Regions from separate parts of the Mus musculus genome. Here regions 1 and 3 are each linked to region 2. A link is a contact called in public Hi-C and HiChIP or PLAC-seq data. All regions are on one chromosome and are shown on one strand. The core of a region is the stretch at or near the end of the contact, and the rest is flanking DNA. Distances in the headings are between cores, read along the strand shown.

The links. A called contact is a pair of places that touch in the nucleus more often than the background predicts. HiChIP or PLAC-seq counts read pairs in DNA pulled down with a chosen protein or histone mark.
Region 1: an H3K27ac HiChIP or PLAC-seq map of VIP interneurons shows a contact between it and region 2, with 15 times the contacts expected there. The contact joins two enhancer-like sites. A contact is called at or near these places in 1 of 484 Hi-C or Micro-C datasets (bone marrow-derived macrophages) and 1 of 115 datasets of contacts at active chromatin or transcription factors (VIP interneurons).
Region 3: a contact with region 2 is called in a Hi-C map of the N1E-115 cell line, with 3 times the contacts expected there. The contact joins two enhancer-like sites. A contact is called at or near these places in 1 of 15 datasets of contacts at CTCF or cohesin (large pre-B cells), 2 of 484 Hi-C or Micro-C datasets (the N1E-115 cell line and adipose-derived mesenchymal stem cells) and 8 of 115 datasets of contacts at active chromatin or transcription factors (CD8 T cells, acute myeloid leukemia, astrocytes and 4 more).

The regions. Positions count from the first base shown.
Region 1 is chr12:15,770,493-15,773,790 of GRCm38.p6, reverse strand. No RefSeq gene overlaps it. Among named protein-coding and RNA genes, the nearest start is that of Mir6387, 29 kb to the left of the region's middle. Within about 2 kb of position 2,035, at least 14 of the 459 cell types and tissues checked have an H3K27ac peak or open chromatin away from gene starts, as enhancers often do. A contact at or near this core is called in VIP interneurons, where this site is marked.
Region 2 is chr12:16,259,919-16,263,054 of GRCm38.p6, reverse strand. No RefSeq gene overlaps it. Among named protein-coding and RNA genes, the nearest start is that of Gm36372, 29 kb to the right of the region's middle. Within about 2 kb of position 1,539, at least 36 of the 459 cell types and tissues checked have an H3K27ac peak or open chromatin away from gene starts, as enhancers often do. A contact at or near this core is called in the N1E-115 cell line, VIP interneurons and oligodendrocyte precursor cells, where this site is marked.
Region 3 is chr12:16,530,349-16,533,531 of GRCm38.p6, reverse strand. No RefSeq gene overlaps it. Among named protein-coding and RNA genes, the nearest start is that of Lpin1, 58 kb to the left of the region's middle. Within about 2 kb of position 1,356, at least 209 of the 459 cell types and tissues checked have an H3K27ac peak or open chromatin away from gene starts, as enhancers often do. A contact at or near this core is called in the N1E-115 cell line and oligodendrocyte precursor cells, where this site is marked.

The DNA.
Region 1 (3,298 bases), core at 786-3,285, 490 kb after region 2:
CAAGCACAATTGTTAGTTGTGTTATTGCTATGTCAACCCACAACGCTCTTACATGCCTTAAGTTCACTGTGTGGCTTGACTTCTTTCTTGATAAAATGCTGTAAGGAGACAGAGCATAATGAGGGATTGCAGAAGTTGAAGGACAGTCACAACACTCTCTGAGTTACCTGTGATTTTGCTAAGCCTGATGAGTCCTGGGGCCTAATCAAGTCCATGCTGAGGTGGAGAAAGACTCTGAGTCCTGAAAGATGAGTAAGAATGTCTGAGTCAAAGAGAGGCACTGCTGCATAAAGGTATCAGAAAGTGGCCATATAGAAGATGACACTATGTCCAGGCATCTGTGACTCGAAGCTAAACACAATTGGTTGTGACATGCACCATGTCTGAGCGAATGAAAACTGTCCCTCAGTCAGAGAAAAACATACGGTTTCGTCATTAAACTTAAAGGTCCCCCAGGAATGTTCTCAGTCTTTACAGAGCACAGTGACATGACCAGATGTCCTTGGAATTGATCCTTTTAGAGACATAGCTATAGATTTTGCCTCATTGTGTCTTAGCATCCCTTCAAGGTCTTACAGAGCTTGCTCTCTACATTCAATTTGACAGCACAACATGGCAGTGAATATATGAGCTTAACAAAAGAAAACTGTTCTGTGGGGACCAGTGTGATTGCTAAGGCACACTGCCTCTAGATGGGAGCCTTCATTAATTTTCTAAGGTTAAATTATGTGCCTGAAGGGGTTTTGTGTGGCTCTTGCTGTTGAGTTTGCTGAGTGCAGTATCTCTGCCTTGAGTTCTGTGCAAATGAGAAAGGTCCATTGAAGGACAGTTGGTAAGGCTCCATCTCAGCTCAGAGATTGTGAACTATTCGTTAAATTATATATTTTTATCAATTTATTTATTTATTCATTCAGTTTACATCCCAATATCAGCCCCCACCCATCCTCCCAGTCCTCCATACACACAGCTCATCCCTGCTCCCCTTCTCCTTTGAGAACTTTTAATGGAACTTTGTCCTCTAGGGCCCACTTTCCTAATGGGTCCTAGGTATACTACAGTAACTCACTGGCAGCAAAACTCACAGTTTACATGGTCTGCACCATAGCATTTTGAGAGAATAGTCTTATTGTGAAACAAAATCAAACAAATCCTGTTTGTTTTCTCATATAAACCAAAGAAGAACAAATACCTCTAGATAGAATCTCAGTTGTGAAAGGTTCAGGTTTTAGCTTTATGTGCCTAGCAGCCAAATGAACACACTGAAACCCTGACCAAGAAATGATGTTAGGAGAGGGATTTCAATGGGAAACTCCAGACTCTGGAAGATTCCTAACCCTTCCACCATAAAAAGCAACAAAATAGAGGAAGATGCTTCCAGGTTTGGACTCTGGATCTATTTCCTTGAAGTTGAATATTAGGCAAGATACTTTTCTATGTTTCAGTTCTATATCCTTTCACTTATGGATATTGTCTACCTCATGTGCTTATGCTGATGTATGTTCATGGGATAGGCAAGAGATGTGACAGCTATTGTTATTTCTGTCCATTGTCCAAATTCTAGGAACCTTTGGGACAGATATTTGCTTAAAGCAGTGAAAAGGAAGCATAATTACAAAATGACCACAGTTGACTTTACAGTCTCTCTGGGGGACATTTGGAAAGGAGGCTTTTGTTTCTTGTACTCAGTGGGATGTTCTGCAGCAAAATGCAAAGGGTGTGCTGGGATGGGTAAGGACAGGGCAAGGGCTGGAGCCGACCTCAGGTGTCCCTGTACAAAACAGCCAAGCCGCTCAGGAGAGATCATAAGAGAACATGGCTTGCCAAGAAGTGTTGCCATGTTATTGTAGAGGATTCATCTGCTTAGCATTAAGCTCCCCTTGTTTAAACCTCAGAGGTTTTGGACTCTGTCGGGTGTGAAAATTTTTTTCTGTTTAGAAAGAGTTCCGCTCATTATTTTAGCAGACTGCACATGGGGAGAACTTGTTTATCTGCTAAGTGAGTCATCAATATCCTGCTCTATATGAGCCATGGAATGATAGACTTGGACGGGCTCTCAGTCTCACCCAGCTCAACCCCTTCATCACCAGCGGGGAGATGGATAGCCAAGAAGAGAGGGATTTAATAGAGCTGGGTCTGATGAACAGCTCTCCTAATTCCAATCTTATATAGATTCTACTAAATGAGAAAGTCAATTACAGAATATTGAAGGAACAAGAGGCAAAGGGAGCCAGGCTACCTATTATAAGTATTCCTCTTAGTAACTCTGGAAATTGGTTTTAAGAAAAGAAGCACGGTACTTAGTTGGGAAGACACCAAGAAAATTGCTTCATCATTCACAAAGCATCTGTGCATTTACATGCAGCTACTGTGATAAGGAAAAGATCAAGGAAAATCAGACAGATGAAGTAGATACCCACTTTGTCCTAACTGAGTCTTCAGTAGGGTCCGCAGATGGTTTTGTAACTGCTTCTTTAAATACTAGGGTCCTACAGAAATGTCTCAAGTTCTAATTTGAGGATATAGAAGGGATCAAGCTTGGTTTACTTTCTCCAAGCCTGCCTCCCTGTCAATCACAATAGTCCTGTTTTGCCTCTACATAGAGATTGCATGTAAGATTTTCTTTGCAGACAAGACCTTGTTGGACTTTCTTGCATTGTTCAGGAGATGCTCAGCTGTAAGCACAAAAACCTCAGATACCATTAATACAAGCAATAAAATGTACTGGACAATTTTGGATTAGTCTAGCTTTGGTCTCTTTTATGAAGAAAGGGCCAATTCTTTATCACCAAGTAAGTAAGTATATGCAAATGCAGGACTTAAATAAACATGACTTGATTTTCTCTCTCTTCTTTTTTCTCTTCCATTCATCCTTTTGCTGATACTCACATGCCATTAGTAATGATAATCAGCTTTTAGTTGCTGACAGTTTTAGATTTACACAGCCTTCCAGAAGCATTTTGTGCCCTTATGTCTATATAGCAATTCCACATAAAACTATTGTCATTTCCTCTTGGCTCCTTCCTTGTCACTGCACAAATCATAGCAGATAAGGGTATCGTCACACTCTTACTGTCAAGTTAGTGTTCTAGTGTCAACTCCTGAGGGGAAGGACAGAGCATGTTGATTGACAGTCTTAGTATGATTACAGAGAATGACAGATTAGTATTCTAGAAAGAGAACATGAGCATACACATGCAGATGAGAAGACCACATAGTCTGTACATACTTTCTCCTTAAATTGATGGACATGGATTACCTGATAACTACCATGGTTTGACCATGGATTCTTTTCCTTGAA
Region 2 (3,136 bases), core at 290-2,789:
ATTCTAATGTCTCCTCTGGGAAGTGACTATCTTAGACAAACATGACCAGTGGTAAGTACTCAGAAAAACCCTAGTGCAGTCATCATTCGGAACATTGCTGGTAAGACACTTGAGAGGGGATTCATGTTGTATCGCTTGCCTGCATTGGAAAATATGAGGAAGGTAATTTTCCCACTGTGTACAATAGAAATACTACTTAAGAATAATTACAGAAAAAACATTTTGCATCTGATACTGATTTCTAAGCAAATAGAGGTAGAAATGGGTTCACATTTGTGGAGAAAGTGAGTGTGGGAAATAGGGAAGGTTGTGTTTACCATATGCCAAAGAGAGGATGGTGCCCACTGCCTTACCTGGATGGTAGTCTGAGTTCAGGGAGATCAGAGGAGGGCACAGAGAGTGTTCACGTTTTTAGAGCTCTGGATGCTAGTGACTGTCTGTCTGTCTATCTATCTATCCATCCATGATCAATCATCTGCCTATAATCTATCTGTCTGTCATCTATCGTTTACCTACATGATCTCCCCCACCACGGTTCCTTCATTGCTGTTATTTCTTGTTTTTTGTTGTTCTTGCTCCTCCTCCTTTCCTCTCAATTACTTTTATCTTTATTTTTTCCCAATTCAACAGACTGAAGGCACAGATAGCACGGGTCACTTAGTACCTTGTAACTACTGGGACAAGGACTGTGGCAAGAAAGATCCCCCTCTCTCTTACAAACACACACACACACAAATAATATTTTCCTACTATCTATTCTGATCATGATTTCAGCTCTCTTGTTTCCTCTTAGATCTTTTCAACCTCCTTGCCCACCTAACTCCACAACTTCCTTCTCTCTCTCTTTTTAGAGAACAAATAGACCAATAAAAAACAAGGATAAAACCAAGAAAACAGTAAATAAGAGTGCGTGGTGCTACTTCTGCACAGGACCCAAGTTCTTCTATAAGCACCCTCATTGGGCAGGCCAGAATACATTGTTACACTAGGGATCTGCCTCTTTTGGTACTCATAACATATACCCTGCCCCTCCCCACAATTAATGAAATTTTTCAAACATAAAAGCAGAAGGTTAGGTACTCATTGTGAGACCCTATATCAAATTGTGCTTTGGGCAGGCTCTTGGCCCTGTGGCATCTGAGCTTGGAAAAGGATGGGTCTGGATGGATGGGAAAGATGAAGGGTAGAAAGGAGACTCATCAGTAGAGAAATGGGGACTGATAACATATAAGGCAAAAGAAGTACATGGAATCTAGGCAGTAACCAGGTAGATAAAGCATAGTTGGGAAGAAAAACTTGGAATCAAGACAGGAGGGAAAAATGAGACACCAGGTCGTTGAAGGAGGATGGTCCCCAAATGTTAGTGTCTATCACATGGTGAGCGTGAACTGCCCTAGACAGCTGGCTCTACTCGGGCAAGAGTGCCACTCATTTCTACCAGCAAAAGGCCAGTTTTGTCTTTTATCATCAGTACGGTTCTCTGGCTGGTGTATCTGACACCATGATAATTGTACATAAACACAGCCAGGACACTGATGTTACTAAGGTGACCACTGACTGCTCAGCTGGACTTTGTGCTGAAGCCCTGGATCCTTATGAATTCATAGGAACTGTAGATACTTGTTGGACAGCAGCCAGCACTTCAGAACTAACTCAAAGGCAAATGAATTGAAAGAATTCCACCTGCGTTTTGTCGGAGAGTCTTAAAATTATCCCTAATTAGCAGCAATCATTCTTCTTTTTTGAGGATGTGCATTCCTGGTTTAGCGAAGCCAGCTTCTCCTCCGTGAGAGAGAGTCATTGAAATGCAAGCAGTGTGCTGGATATCTGTGCCTCCTGCTCTGAAAGGAACCTCTCAGTTCCCGGGTGACCCTGTGCTAATGAGTCTCTGGCTGGTGAGTCATCTTCTAGCCAAGCCAGAGATATTATCAGTTTCATTAGAGTCCCTCCAGTCACCTCAGCTTGGCCTGAAGCTTCACAAGAAGGCCATTAGATCGACATTGACAGGACACACTCACCAGCCCACCCCACCCGAATCATTTAGTATTTGCAAACACGCCAGGCATTTGCTATGAAAATGCACTGTTCTGCATGCAAACACCCGTTGATCAGTTTCACTGGAAACGAGAGCATTGCATACTTGCTTGAGTGGAGATGCCACCAGAACAGATGTCTCTGCAAAGGCTATTTTAGAATGACCCCGACTGAGTCTCTTTTTTCTGCAGAGAAATAGTAGCCACCGTTTTAATGATTCCTTCCAGCTTGGAACTCTGCTAGGAGCAATCTCATTCATTCCCAGTCAGGTTGTTGGCTGCACAGCCCCAGGCAGGCTCTATGATGCTTGTTTGGATATGTTCTTACTGTTGGGGCTGCTCCCAGCTGAAAGCCTGAATGGTGTGAACACATGTGGGGAACAACATATGTCTCCCTTGCCAATCACCTAGATGAGACTCAGCCTCTCTCTTTCTTTAGTCAGCCAAGGAAGATTTCTGTTGGACCAAACAGATCCCTGGAACACAGCATCTAAGGCCCAAGACACAATTCTTCAGCTATTGGAAGGATTAGGTGTCTCCGTCTCTGGCTTTCTGGAACTCTTGGTTATAGAGATTTGGAGCAATGGCATACTCTGCATTGACTAGGTCATTCTTTTCTGGTCTCCACAGGGGACAAAGCAGAGGGAGGACCACAAACTGGTTCTGCAGACAGGCATGCAAGAGGCATTGTAAGGCTGGAGATGTGAGTTGTTTTAGGAGTAACACTTACTTGATTTAAAGATGGGTTCTATGTTTTCCAGAACATTCTCTCTTGCCTTCATGTTTATCATTGACTTGTCTCAGGCTGAATGGCAGGATGGGAACAATGGATCAAGTGATTTCCTTTGTGGTTTGCATGACAACATTGGCTTGTTTGTGTAGAGTGTACTTTCCTGTCATACTTCTTTCTCTTTAGAAAGACAAGAGTCCAGTTTAGGCTCTTCAGTCTTTTGGTTATAAGTCCTTGCAGGTGGGGTGGCATTCTGTAGAGCACAAATGGCATTCTGATGCATTTTGGGATTACATTTAGGGATGGATGCAGAGGCCCACTATGCTCTCTGCTCACATTCAGTGGATACAAAGCCACTCATTGTGTGCCCCTA
Region 3 (3,183 bases), core at 107-2,606, 270 kb before region 2:
GAGAAGCTGATCCTGGAAGTCAGTGAAAGCCGGTGGCCACAGGGGGGCACAGTTGGTTCTTGTTTGACCGAATAGCCTTTCAAAACAGCCTCTGCTTTGACAAAGGCCTTTCCCTGTGGTCCCAGGCTTGGAGACCAGCCAGGTTGTGGGTTGGATTTGTGTGGAGGCAGGGGAGTTTCTTCAGGGGACTGTTTCAGTGCGGATGTCCCTTGGATGAGCTCAATCCGAGGCCCAAATCTTTAAGTGAGCTTTGGAGGCCAGTCTGTTGAGATTTAAAATCTGTTCTTTGTGGCCCTGGAGGTTCTGGGAGTTTGTCCTGGGAGTTTGTTAAAAATAAAATTGTTTAGGACCTTATCCTAGACCTACCGACCCTAGCAGTGGGTGTGGGCCTCCGAGAATAGTTTAATAAGTCCTATGGGGTTCGGATGCACTCACATGTTGTGGACCATTGCAGCCCAGGCCCGGGCTCACGTCTGTCATCTGGCCAGCTCAGGAATGCTGTAATGCTATCAGCCTAGGACTCACATCAGCTCCACCCCACTTGCTCAAACCGGGAGAAGCTGCTACAAAGACCACCTCACCTCTTTGTATTAAAGGATCTTGGAGACCGAGCCACAGGTGCTTGCTTAAGTCACAAGGTGTCCTTCTGACCCTGTGGAAGCATCCAGTCAGATCTGCCTTCCTGGGGAATCTCAGATGGGAGCCACAGGCCTGGGAGACAGCAGGTCTGGCAGCCTGGGCAGAGTGAGAACGCAGGGAACAGGGTAGAGGTGGATGTGCCCAGATTTCTAATGGTCTCGTCCTCCCCGAAATGTTTGGGAGCCTCGAGGAGCCTGTCCCGATGCCAGCTATCTGTTCATTGGTGCAGGAAGTCCATTCAGCCTGCATTACTTTTAATGCATTTTGCAAGCAAGTGGCCTCTTCCTGTGACTCACTCCGCCTTTTGTGCACCGGAGGTTGTGGTTGGAAGTTTCACTTCGGAAAGTAACCACCAGTGCCTCCGATTTCTCCCGAGGCTGGAACCCCAACAAGTCACATGCATTTTGTAACAAAGAAGTGTAAATGGAGGTGCAGCCAGTCACGTTTCTGCTCTGTAAAAACATCCTTTTCTGAGATGGTCTGCAGAGCCAAGCTGAGAAGAAATGGGTTATATTTTCATTTCAGGACTTTGTGCTTTCTTTCCAGAATGTTCTTTGTCATCTTGATCCATTTTTCAGGATTATCTAAAAACAAAAAACAAACAAAAAAACAACAAAAAAAACCCCCCAAATCAAACCAACCCCCCAGCATTAGCTGATTGGGTGATCCATCCCTTAGCTGACTGAAAGTGACTCAGATCTGGACTGAAGTTTGGGTTCTGTCTACCAGGCAGCATGGAAATAATGATGGTAATAGGATTGGTTGAATAACAACGTGTATTTCATCAGGCTCTTCCCCAGTGGCCAATTCACGGGCTCTCTATACATTTATTTCTTCGGATAAGCCAGCAAAGGCTAAGCGGGCAAATTCTACAGGGCAGTTTTCTCAAGTTTAAAGACTCATCTTCAAAATGTTGTGGAGCTGAACCAAGTTATCACCACCCCTGTTAGTTGTAAAGCGATTTATGTGTATGAGTATTTTGACTGCTTGTATGTAAGTACCATGAGTGTGCCTGGTGCCTGTGGATGCCAGGAGAGGGGACTGGATGCCCCTGGAACTGGAGTCACGTGTGATTTTGAGTGATCCAATGTGACTGCTGGGAATCAAGCTTAGGTCCTCTGAAGCGTGTATGTGTACACACACACACACACACACACACACACACACACACACACACACACACATATATATATGTATATGCAGCCCAAAATGTTACTGTTATTTTGAGCTGTAACATGCTATGTGACTGAGGACAGCCTTGACTTTTGGATCTTCCTGCTTGCCACCACCTCCATTACAGGCATACAGCAGTGCTGGAAATTGAACTAAGGGCCTCACTCATGGTAGCCAACTACTCTAGCCAGCCAACGTGTTTTTCTGCTTTAATTCTTTTTGTGCACAACCCTAGTCTCTTCAGCATTAGTAAAGCCCAAATGCACTTAGAACTAAGTGCAGCTAAAGCCGTAGTCAGAGTTCCAGTTAGCATTAGTACTTACTACATTCTGGAAAGCTGATGTGGGCTTGAGAAACGGTACATTTGGATTTAGAAGAGATGCCTTTGATGTTTCACTTCTCACCTTGATTCTTTCAACTTCTGTGCAGGGAGGACAGTCATCGTCATTAAACACTGACCTTTTAAGAGTGAGGATGAGCAGTTATTCCATGTTTATGTGAGTGTCTTGCTGTTGGTGAAGTTATGATTTATTTTCTGTCTGGTGCTGGGGAAGGAACCCAGGGCCTTGTGCATATGAGACGAGTGCCTCAAATCCTGACCTTCCTGTTGAACTAGCTTCTATCTGAGGTTGACATGGGACTTTTAAATATCTCCTTTGACCGCCCAAGATGGGTAATTCCTCCTCTCTCTGATACCTTGAAGATGAGAGAGGGGCTTCCTGCTTACTCTAAAGTTAACCTGAATGGTCGACTTGACACAGCCCAGAGTCATCTGAGAGGAGAGCTCCAGCTGAGAAATTGCCCAGAACAGATTGGCTTGTGAGCATGACTGTGGGGGATTGTCCTGATTATTCACCGATGCAGAAGGACCCAGTTCTTTGTGGGTAGCTCTATCCCTGGGCCTGGGTTGTAGACCAAGTTGGCCTTGAACTCCCAGAGATCTGCCTGTTTCTGCCTCCTGAGTGTTGGGATTAAAGGTGTGTACCACCATGCCTGGATGAGGCCCTTTCTTTCATTAAATAAACAAACAAACAAGCAAGCAAGCAAGCAAGCAAACAAACAAACAAACAAACAAACCAAAGGAAATCTAGCTGAGTATGAGTCCAAGTGAGCCAGAGAGCTAGCCAGGAAGCATCGATCCTGGTGTCTGCTTCAAGTTCTTGCTAGACATTCCTTCCTGACTTCCCTCAATGATGGACTGCGACCTGTGACCTTGAAGTGCAAGCCAATAAATACTTTCCTCCCCTAAGGTGGTTGTGGGTTTTTGTTTGTTTGTTTGTTTTTTGCTTTTGTTTTTGTTTTGTTTTGTTTTGTTTTGTTTTGTCAGAGTGTTTGTTCACAGCAACAGGAAGGGAGCCCTGACATAGTCTG